Linked DNA regions of Oryctolagus cuniculus: region 2 is linked to region 1. A link is a contact called in public Hi-C data. All regions are on one chromosome and are shown on one strand. Each heading gives the region's core, a stretch centred on a gene start, on an enhancer-like site or on the middle of the called end of the contact. The rest is flanking DNA. Distances are from core to core; before and after follow the strand shown. Region 1 holds the start of RNF150 (ring finger protein 150). Region 2 overlaps RNF150 (ring finger protein 150).

What was found. Hi-C and Micro-C count contacts between places; a contact is called where the count stands out from the background.
Region 2: a contact with region 1 is called in a Hi-C map of skin fibroblasts, with 4 times the contacts expected there. The contact joins the enhancer-like site here to the promoter of RNF150 in region 1. A contact is called at or near these places in 2 of 6 Hi-C or Micro-C datasets (skin fibroblasts and an unstated tissue).

Annotation. Positions count from the first base shown.
Region 1 is chr8:23,555,807-23,560,816 of mOryCun1.1, reverse strand. RNF150 (ring finger protein 150) reads right to left here and starts at 2,686. Exons shown (of 7, transcript XM_051819466.2): 1 at 1,264-2,686. The coding sequence starts at 1,774. LOC127483152 (a long non-coding RNA gene) reads left to right here and starts at 4,942. Exons shown (of 5, transcript XR_011378238.1): 1 at 4,942-5,010.
Region 2 is chr8:23,834,763-23,840,507 of mOryCun1.1, reverse strand. All of the region lies in intron 6 of RNF150 (ring finger protein 150), which reads right to left. Among named protein-coding and RNA genes, the nearest start is that of TBC1D9, 170 kb to the left of the region's middle. Within about 2 kb of position 4,122, at least 2 of the 8 cell types and tissues checked have an H3K27ac peak or open chromatin away from gene starts, as enhancers often do.

The DNA of each region.
Region 1 (5,010 bases), core at 1,437-3,936:
GCAACCCAACTGCATATTTCACTAGTAGGTGACATGAGCTCTTGGAATGGAAACTTGTCCCCAAAGAAACACCCCTGCAAGTGTGGCCAAAGCTTGGTGTCCCATTCCAGTAGCCTGTGTAGTAAAGCCTGGCTTTTAAAGTAATCTATTTCATTAGGCAACTCCACTCGGAAAATCTATCTAATTTCTATCCCCTCCTTCCTCCGGCTGGATGCCACCGTCGCAGCCCAGGAGCAGCTCACGGAGGGTGGAAGGCCCAGTTCTCAAGTTCACAGATACAAGCAACAACCCTGTACTCAGGAGGCAAGCCTGCCAGGAGGCGCAGCTCATGCCCACAGGAGACGCCCGTTTTAAATTGTGATCATTCTCATCATGGACACTTTGTTTACTTAAGGCATATGCATTATGGAGTTGGGTTTGGGGCTACTGATGTAACTAGCACCAGTGATGATTAAGTAAAAAATTCATTCTTTCAATACAGAAAATGCGTCTTCTTGCCAGAAAGCAAGCCTTCAGCATGTTTAACCTATTAATGAGGCACAGGATAAATGCAAAACAGGAAAAGCAGTTATCACTTTACGGCCACCGCACTCGTCTCGGCTGGTGGGGGATGCAATGATGTACCTACTACTGGCCCTCCGGTCAGCTTCTCCTGGCGGCCAGGTGCAGCTTAGTACTTTTAATCTCACAGTATTCGTGACGTGGGTCAACCCAGAGCGGAGTGGGGGGGGGGGGGGGAGGTGAGCACTCAATCTCCCAGCAAGAGTTGAAACCTGACTTGGAGAGGCAAGTTCTTGGTGGTGAGCTGTCTTCAGGTAACCCTATCCACCTCCTGATACACAAACGCCACCATCAGGGGTACACCTGATGCACGCACCCGCGTGCACAGCTGAGTTATCAGATCTGCCGGCTCCAAACAGGCACAGGTCCCGTCAATAACCAAGAAGAAATCCCCACCTTCCAGATCCTCCCGGAAAAGTTAGCCCACCTCTGCAAACCCTTGTCCCGGAGGCGCTCTGCCAAGCTCGCTAGTATTCTCCCGGATACAATTAATCCTCACCCCTTTGTAACCCTCCCCACCCCCGCCCACCCTGTCATCCCCAAGTGACTGGAAGCAAAACTTAATAGGTGCAGGGCTCCGAGACGCGTCCTCTGCGCAGCACGGACTTCCCAGAAAGGAGCGCGCAGGCAGGCGCAGGACCCCTCCGGACACCTTCACGTCCTGGGGCTTCCCCCTCCCCCGAGCGCGGCCCCGCGGCTCACCTGCGTGGGGCATGGTGATGGTCTCGTTGGTGTTGGAGCCCGCGTTGAAGATGACCACGGCGGAGGCGTTCTGCAGGAACGCGTTGCGGATCTTGTCCCTGTAGGTGCAGTTGCCCTTGGGGATGAGGGCTATCCAGTTCTTGCCGTGCGTCGGAGCGGCGAACTTGGTGTTGGGGTCACAGGCCAGGCGGTCGTGGGCCGAGCTGGCCATGACCACCTCCCCGCGGGCGTCCTGTTTGGGGGAGTGCTCTCCGTAGCGCCCGCACTCAGTCTTCTCCGTGTGCAGCTCCGAGCCGGCGCCGCCGCCACTGCCGCCGCCGCCGCCGCCGCCCGCAGCCCCGGCCCCCGGGTCCGGCGCGGGCTCAGCGTAGGTGATGTTCACGAAGGCGGTGTACCATTCCTCCTTCTCGGCCACGGTGAAGTCCAGGCAGAGTAGATGCACGAAACAAAAGGAAAGCAGCCATGTTGAGAGAGCCAGACTGCGGCACGCTTGGATGAGAGACATTGCCATCTTTCTCCGCCGGCGCCCCCGCCCCGCCCCCCGCGCCCTCCCTCTGCCCCGCGCCTCCTCCCGGGCCCTGGCCCAGTCCGCGCCGGCCGCTTCTCTTTCCCGCGGCCGCTGCTCACTCTCCCTCCTGAGGGGCCGCGGCCGGGGCGCGCAGCCGCCGCGGGCACGGGATTCCGGGCGAGCGGGTCGCGCGGGCCCCGTCGCCTTTCAGCCGAAGCGCGGCGGTTGCATTTTGCTCCTCAGCCGTGCAGGGGGCGCGGGAGGAGAGGGCGCGCGGGGCTTGAGGAGGCGTCCGGCTGCCGAGCGTCCTGCGCCTCCGCCCGGCTTCTCCGTCTCTCATAGGGGTAGCAGGGGGCTCCGGAGCGCGCGAGGTGACGGCCCCACGCCCTCTCTAGTCCCGGCAGGGGCCGGGGTGGCTGTTCGCAGGCAGGGGTGCTGCCGAGGGAGTCCCGGCCGCCGCCGAGCGCCGGAGAGCGCGGGTCGAGCTGCTGCCGCGGCGGCCGCTACCTCAGCGCGCCGGGTCGGAGGGGCCTGCGAGCGTGTGCTGCCGCCCTCGTCGGGTGGCTGCGCGGGGCGCACTCTTGCCGCGGGACGAGTGCGCGGCCCGGGTGTGCGTGTGTCTGTGTATGTTTGTGTGTGTGTGTGTGTAGAATGTGTGCGTGCAAGGAGGAGCTTAGTGTGATGTCAAAGCTTCGGGGCTTCGCTCGCCGCGCTCCCTCGGTCTCTTCACGGGCAGCAGCGACCCCTGGCGGGTCTCAAACTCAGCCCCAGTGGGTGACTTGGTCCAGGTGGGGTTTGCAGTAGGGAAAAGGAGCCTTTGACCTCTGAGTACAGAAACTGCTTCCTGCGCCTTAAATACTCCTATGCGGAAATGGTCGAGCTTCCCCTAAACCACTCGCCCATTCGCTGAACACGTGCGGTGACTTTCCTTTTCCAAAGCCAAAGTGTAAGGTGGGTTGAACGATGCCACAGCGATACCTAGGGAAGTGACTCCCAAATGCTGGTTTAAGACAGCCTGGGGGCCAGCGCAGGCTGGAGTCCTTGCTGCTCCTCTCCAGATACAGCTCTCTCTACTATGGCCTGGGAAAACAATGGAAGATGGCCCAAGTGCTTGGGTCCCTGCACCCACGTGGGAGACCCAGAGGAGGCTCTTGGCTCAGCTCTGTTCATTGCGGCCTTTGGGGAGTGAATCAGCGGATGAAGACCTCTCTCTCTGTCTCTCTGTCCCTCTCCCCCTCCCCCTCTCCCTCTCCCTCGCCCTCTCTGTAACTCTGCCTTTCAAATAAAATAAATCTTAAAAAAAAAAAAACAGCCTGATGAGCCCTGCGTTAGCATTTCTGAGTTATTAGATCTGGGGTGAGACCCCCAATATCCGTGTCTAGCAAGTTCTCAGGCAATGCTGACACAGCTGGTCTAGCAACCACTCCATTAGGGTGGGTGTAGGAATGGGCCTCTCTGCGGCCAGCTGGGAGCAAACGCGTGGCATTTGTTTTGCAGAACGGATGCCTTCTAATTGTGAGAAGCTGGTGAGCTATTTCTCCACTGTGTTTATTGCAGTTGTCATGCCTGGTGACAGAGCCCCCGGGGCATCAGCAGGCAAGGGAGGTTTGTTTGGGTTACTGTTGTTTATGTGTGTTCTCCGGGTTGTGTATGGAGATTACCACCAGTCAGCAGAGAGTGTGGTATTCCCAGAATGGCATTCTTGAAACTGACACAGCACAGTTCTTCACAATGTTAAATGTTTGGAAAATTGTTATCCCTTCTCACGTCTGGTTTCCTTTGCTTGAGATCCATGTCATAAAGTTTGTAAAAATATGTGTGTGACAGTTCTCTTTTTTTTTTTCAAAACATCTATTTATTTAGTTGAAAGTCAGAATTACAGAGAGTGAGAGAGAGAGAGAGTGAAAGAGAAAGAGAGAGAGAGCTCTTCCATCCACAGTTCATTCCCCAAGTGGTCACAGCTACAACCAGGAGCTTCATCCTGGTCTCCCACGTGGGGCCTAAGCATCTTCCGTTGCTTTTCCAAAGCCATTAGCAGGGAGCTGTATCAGCAGTGGCACAGCAGGGACTTGAACCTGATGGGATGGCCGGTTTCTTTGGCCATGGCCTTACCTGCTAGGCCAGCCCCTGCTTGAAGATTCTCACGTACCCTGTCCTTCCCAGTGGATCTCTGTCAGAGAACCTGGAATCCAATTCATGTTTAGGAAAGAAATCCACCTTTCCCAGGACCTCCACATGCGTCCGGCTTTCTGTTAATGGCTGCCATTGGCATGACTTCTCCTTTCCCAGCAGCAGCAGAACAAACAGCTGGTGGCTGTTAGGGGAGAGCGAAGAACCCCAGCTACACCCAAATTAGAAGCAGGCACAAGAACTACTTACAAGAATTTGTCTCTATGGTATTTGATGGGCTGGATTTGTGTGTGTTCCTAGCTTGTTCATTTTTGAAACTAGGCTTCTAGGCAAGTGGGGCAGTGCTTATTATAGTGTCTCATGCCAAGAAGGCATGAGTGGAGACTGCCTGGCTGCTGGTTGCTGAACCACCAGAGAGCTGAGGGAGGAGGCCATTGACTGCAACCACCCGGCTAGTTCTGTTCAGATACCTTCACCGAAACACGGGGTTCCCCAACCTTTCTGTCGCTACTGTTTCTGCAGCCTCAAAAACTGGAGAATCTGTCATTGAGAATTTACAGCTTTTCCTTATCCTTTCTGTCTCTTAGAAAAGTTATGGGTGGGGCTGGCACTGTGGCGTAGCAGGTAAAGCCGATGCTTGCAGTGCCGGCATGTCATATGGGTGCCGGTTCTAGTTCCGGCTGCTCCACTTCCAATCCAGCTCTCTGCTATGGCCTGGGAAGGCAGTGGAAGATGGCCCAAGTCCTTGGGCCCCTGCACCCGCGTGGGAGACCCGGAAGAAGCTCCTGGTTCCTGGCTTCAGATCGGCACAGCTTTGGCTATTGTGGCCATCTGGGGTGAGAACCAGCTGATAGAAGATCTCTCTCTCTCTCTCTCTCTCTCTCTCTCGATCTCCCCCACCCCTTTCAAATAAATAAATAAATAAATATTTAAAAAAAAGAGAAAAGTTAGGGGTTGAAGGGGTGACAGTGTTACAGAGGGAGCATCCTGGCTGGAAGATTGGTTAATTCCAGGGCCATTGTGCAGATAAGTGAAGTGACAGCCGGGTTTTATATTGTTGGAGAAGGAATTTCCAAATAGGCAAAGAAAATGCTATAAAAAAAATGCTG
Region 2 (5,745 bases), core at 2,873-5,372, 280 kb before region 1:
GGCCGCCACGGCCGGTGCGCTGCGGCCAGTGTACCACACTGATCCAATGGCAGGAGTCAGGTACTTTTCCTGGTCTCCCATGGGGTGCAGGGCCCAAGGACTTGGGCCATCCTCCACTGCACTCCCTGGCCACAGCAGAGAGCTGGCCTGGAAGAGGGGCAACCGGGACAGAATCCGGCGCCTTGACTGGGACTAGAACCTGGTGTGCCGGCACCGCAAGGCGGAGGATTAGCCTAGTGAGCCGTGGTGCTGGCCCTCTTTTAATAAATTTTTAGATTAAGTTTTTGTATTCTTCAGCTCCAGAATTTTTCTTAGGTTCTTCACACTTTCTCTTTGGTGATACTCTTCTTTTGGTCAGGCATCATTTTCCTGGTTTCATTTAGTGGTTTATCTGTGCTCTCATTTAATGCATCGAGCATCTACAGATTGGCTATTTTGAATTATTCGATGTTTCATATTGCCTCTAGTTCTTTAGAGTTGGTTTCTGAAAATGTAAATTCTTCCTTTGGTGAATTTGTTTCTTTGTATGCTTTGTTGTGTTGTGACTTCAGCATTTGAAGCATCAGCCACTTTCCACATCTCTGCAGCCTGATTTCAGCAACCATGTCAGCCAGAGATTCGGGAGACTTCTCAAGCCTTTTCTGGGGCATCTGTCTTTTCTGGGATGGTGTGTGTGTCATCTGATTGAAGAGGGTGCCAGTTTTACTCAGTGGCTCTCCCTTGTGTCTGCATTTTGTGGCCTTTCTGGTGCCATAGAAAGCAATGGTATTGGAGCTCTCCTGAGTGTCTTGTAACAAATTCTGGAACTTTACTGACTCTTGTTCTTGGTGACTCCCACCTATCACTCTGTTCTTGTCCGTGCTTAGGTTTAGGCAAGACAGAAACCATTCCCTCAGGCAATTCCCTTAAAAGTCAAATTACTGAACAACACACTTTGTCTCTTCTTCTGTTCAGAAAGATTTGAGATACAAATTTTTTTCCAAAGGTGCCTTCCATGCTAGGAAAAGGCGATCTGATCAGTAAATACCATGCATTATTCTAATGAGCTTCACTGTGGTTGGTTTCGTGCTCACCTAGGGTACAGGAATCTCTTGATTGGTTTCTATATTTCTCACAAAGACATTTGGTCCACAGACTGTTAAATCAGTCAGTAGCTCTGTGGTGGAAGGAGGCTCTAGAGCTACCTATTCTTCCATTTTGCTGATGTCATCTCCAAGTTGTTTTTAAACATGGCTATACTAGTTTTCATTTCTGCAGGCAATGTGTAAGGATTTTAGTTCCTTCATATCCTTGCCAACGCTTTGTATCAGCGATTGTGTAAATATCAGTCATCCATGTATAGTCATATTTTGTTGTAATGTTAATGCTCATTTCCCTGATGACTGACGAGGTTGAGTTTCTTCTAATGTGCATATTAAGCAGTATGAATGGCTGTTTTCATAAAATGTCCAGAATAGAGGGGTGTGCATGTAGATAAACATAAGTGGGGTGGGCAGCTGTGAAAAAGGAATGCATAAATAAAGCGGAACTGAGCATCCTGCAATGCTACCTAAAATGACACATGGAAGATCAGCTACATGCTTTGTTCATTTTTAAATTGTATTGTCTTCTTACTGAATTGTAAGAGTTCTTTCTACATTCTGAATAAAAGTCTTTTTGTCAGATATATGTATTGCAAATATTTTCTCTGTCTATGGCCAGAGTTTTAATTTTCTTTTACAGTTTTATTTATTTGAAAGACAGAGATACGGGGTGTGTGGGGGGGAGTAGCCGGGACTCGAATTGGCACCCATATGGGATGCGGGCACTGTAGGCAGAGGCTTAACCTACTATGCCACAGCATTGGCCCCTGAAGTTTCATTTTCTTAAAGATGTCCTTCAAAGAGAAAAAGGTTTAATTTTGATGAAGTTAAATATGCCATTTTTTTTTTTTACCATGATTCCTCTTTTTTGGGGGTCCTATCTGAGAAATCTTTGCTTATCCTAAAATTGCAAACATTTATTTTTTCCTATAAGTTTTTAGGGTTTTATATTGAAATCAATGACTCACTTAAATTAATTTTAATGTATGGTGCAAGGTAAGGGGTTGATGTTCATTATTTTTCTGACATTTTGGAAATGACTTCTTCTATTAAATTCTCTGATTTTGCCATATGAGGGATCTTCAAAAAGTTCATGGAAAAATTGTGTATTATGAAACACCTATTCATGAGTTTAATTTTTGTACCAAAATAAAATCATAATAATTTGTTTGAGCAAGATCTAGAGGTACTAAGAGGACATAAGCTTGGAAGAGGCCCTATCAGAGCAATATGAAATCTGCTAAAATTGGTGGAAGGATGGTGGAATCACAGATGCTTTATTTAACTTCCATGAATGATATTATGCTGGTAATTAAGAAGTACTTGTTTAGATAAAATGCCAGAAAAAATAAGTAATCTCAGCCTCCTTATCAGTAAAGTACTGATAATACTACATTTTTGTAGTCTGCAATGAGATTTGCTAAATGCACATACGTGGACACACATACACAGAATACACAGCTACTGTTTTATTTAATATATTTACTGAGAACCTGCTATATTCTTTTCCCATTGAGCCTTCTGGCTTCCTTTTTGCCCATTAATGTGCTGGTAGACAAAGGGTGCCCTTCACTTCCCTGGCCATTATCCCACTGTTTCTGTAATGTTCTATTTCTTCAGAGTTGTTGGATGTAGGTCAGTGCATCGACATTTCATAAAGAACTCATTCATCATGTGACAGCCTTATCCCTACTGCTTGTACAAGTGTCACCCTGTTACAAGATAGCCCAACACACGAGCCAGAAGAAACCAGAGAACAGGGCTCTGATGGAAACATCAAGTCTAGTTTAAAGGTCAAGTTGCAGAACACAGCAAAGAAGGGAATCCTTTACTTTTTGCTCAGGGAGGGGTTAGGGAGGGGAGGACAGAACTAGGAACACACCCTCTTATACATGCATTTTCAAAAAGAAAGAGGCCCTTTAAATAGAGAATTTGCAGAAATATATTGTCCTGAGGAAGAGCATAAACAAATTATAAGGCACATAGCTCGGTGTTAACCTGGAGACTAAACACTGACATGAGCACATTTGGCTGTTTATATGCAGGCATCGTTTTACACAGACCTGTTCAGTTGACAAAGTCTATTTCAGGTTGCTAATATAGTGGTCAGTTCTGACCATTCTGACCATCTGCTTCCCCAGAAAGCACATGGAAGACTTTAAAAAGCTTCAGAATCCTGGTTACCTCCACCTCCTCCACATAAAACTGCGTAATTCACCTTTGGCTGGTTCGAAAGCAGGTTACAACCAGCATGTTGGGTGATGGGGAAGATAGGGGGAGCTCAAAGTAGTGGCAGAAATATGCTCTCAAAAATGGATAGACTGGCCAGTGCCACGGCTCTATAGGCTAATCCTCCACCTGTGGCACCGGCACACCGGGTTCTAGTCCCGGTCGGGGTGCCGGTTCTGTCCCGGTTGCTCCTCTTCCAGTCCAGCTGTGGCCTGGGAGTGCAGTGGAGGATGGCCCAAGTGCTTGGGCCCTGCACCCCATGGGAGACCAGGAAAAGCACCTGGCTCCTGGCTTTAGATCAGCGTGGTGCGCCAGCCACAGTGTGCCGGCCACAACGTGCCGGCCACAGCGGCCATTGGGGGGTGAACCAAAGGAAAAGGAAGACCTTTCTCTCTGTCTCTCTCTCTCACTGTCCACTCTGCCTGTCAAAAAAAAAAAAAAATGGATAGACTAACTCTTAGCTACAGAAAAGAAGTCTGATGTTTTGACCTAAAGGATGGATGGATGTCCAAACAATAAATTACTGAAATTCACTGGGATGGATATGTTTACATACCTTCCCGGAAAACCTAATGGGTTACATCTGAAACACCTGATGGCAAGAGAAACTGGTCCAGTCAAGCATGTTATAAAAATCATGACCTCACCCATTCCTCTGGCTCACAGAATATTATTTCCTGCTCTTTGAGTTTAGAACAAAAAAAATTGAATTGATAATCAATATTTGTCCTTGCCATGGGAGTTCTGGGCCATGAGTTCAGAGTGAGAATAAAGGAGTTGCAAATGCAGCCAGCTGCTCAGTGAGGTAAGGGTGTAGGAAGGGCAAAGGCAATGAGAGGGGACACGGAGCTGGGCTATGAGGCATTCAGCCAGGTTTCTGGTTCAGAGAAACCTTTCACAAAAAAGTAGGCTAATGGTGATGGTGATGGTGATGCAGCTGCAGCAGGCTTAGACGAACCCACTGTGCCCACGTGGCAGTGTCCTCAGCACACTGGCAGCCTGCAACTGCCTGCTGTTCAAATGGTATCACACTGACCAGGTCAGGGTTGAGACTGGGTCTTCCGACTTAGCCAGCTCTGTTTAACTACTTATTTTCCCTTTTGGGGCATTCTTAAAATTCAAAACAAAGCCATACTCCCCCATGGCAAACATAAAAATCATATCCATCTAAGTGTTAGTTTGTACCTGTGTTCCTGTCCCTCCTACCCTGGGAAATCACTACTATCTTTCTTGAACCCCTATTCACCAGGAAGATTTGGTTGAAATTTAGAATCAGTGTTTTAAAAAATGATTAACAGTTTGTTGTGTCCCACATATAAAAATTAGTCATTACTTTATGGGATGTTTTTTCAGGCACACTGTCCCCTAGCTCCAACCACTGGTTAAAAGGATCCCCTACATATGTCACTGGGACTTGGTGCCTCTTTAAAATCTGATGTTACCCTGGAGTAGACTTTTTGGAGGGAACATTAAAAAATACAACAAAAGTACAGGAAATAATAAACTAAGTGCTGTGTCTCTACCACCAACTGTTGATAATTACTGACATTCAGACCTCTGTTCAATGTTACCTCTTCAGATAAGCCCTCCTTGATTGCCTGTCCTGATAGTTCCTGATCATTTTCTTACTCCCTACCTTGCCTTATTTGTTTATTTTTGGTAATAATATCATGGCATTATATCCTATGTTTCTTCAATCTTATTCAACAGAATGATCTCAGTCTCCATGAGTTCAGGGACCACCACAAGATTCCCCTGCACAGGGGCTGGCGTTGTGCCAGCATCCCATATGGGTGCCAGTTCCTGTCCCAGCTGCTCCACTTCTGATCCAGTTTCTTGCTAATGGCCTGGGAAAGGCAGCAGAACATGTCCCATGTGCTTGGTCCCCTGCCACTCACATGGGAGTACTAAAAGAAGTTCCTGGCTCCGAGCTTTGGCCTGACCCCATCTCAGCTATTGTGGGCATCTGGGGAGTGAACCAGTGGATAGATATCTCTATACGTAACTCTTTCAAATAAATAAATAAATCTTAAAAAAATTCCCCAGCACAGAGAGAAGAGTCTGAATTATAACAGGCTCTGAATGGATATTTATTGACAAAGTTATATTTAAGCCTGCATTTTAGTAAAAACAAAACAAGTTCCCCAAAGCCCACATTATTCCCTTATAAAATCCTATTTCTTCATAGAAAGGCAGATGTCCTAAATAGCACTCTGGCCTCAGAATCAGCCCTAAAGGCATTCGGATCTGGCTGAAAAGCCCATGAGAGTATTTCAGGCATGGAAAGCCAAGACACTTTGGCAAAAGATCTCTGTGAGTGAGATCCCAGTGGAAAGAACAGGTCATCAAAGAAGGAGGTACCTTTCTCTGAAGGGAGGAGAGAACCTCCACTTTGACTATGACCTTGTCTAAACAAGATAAGAGTCGGAGAACT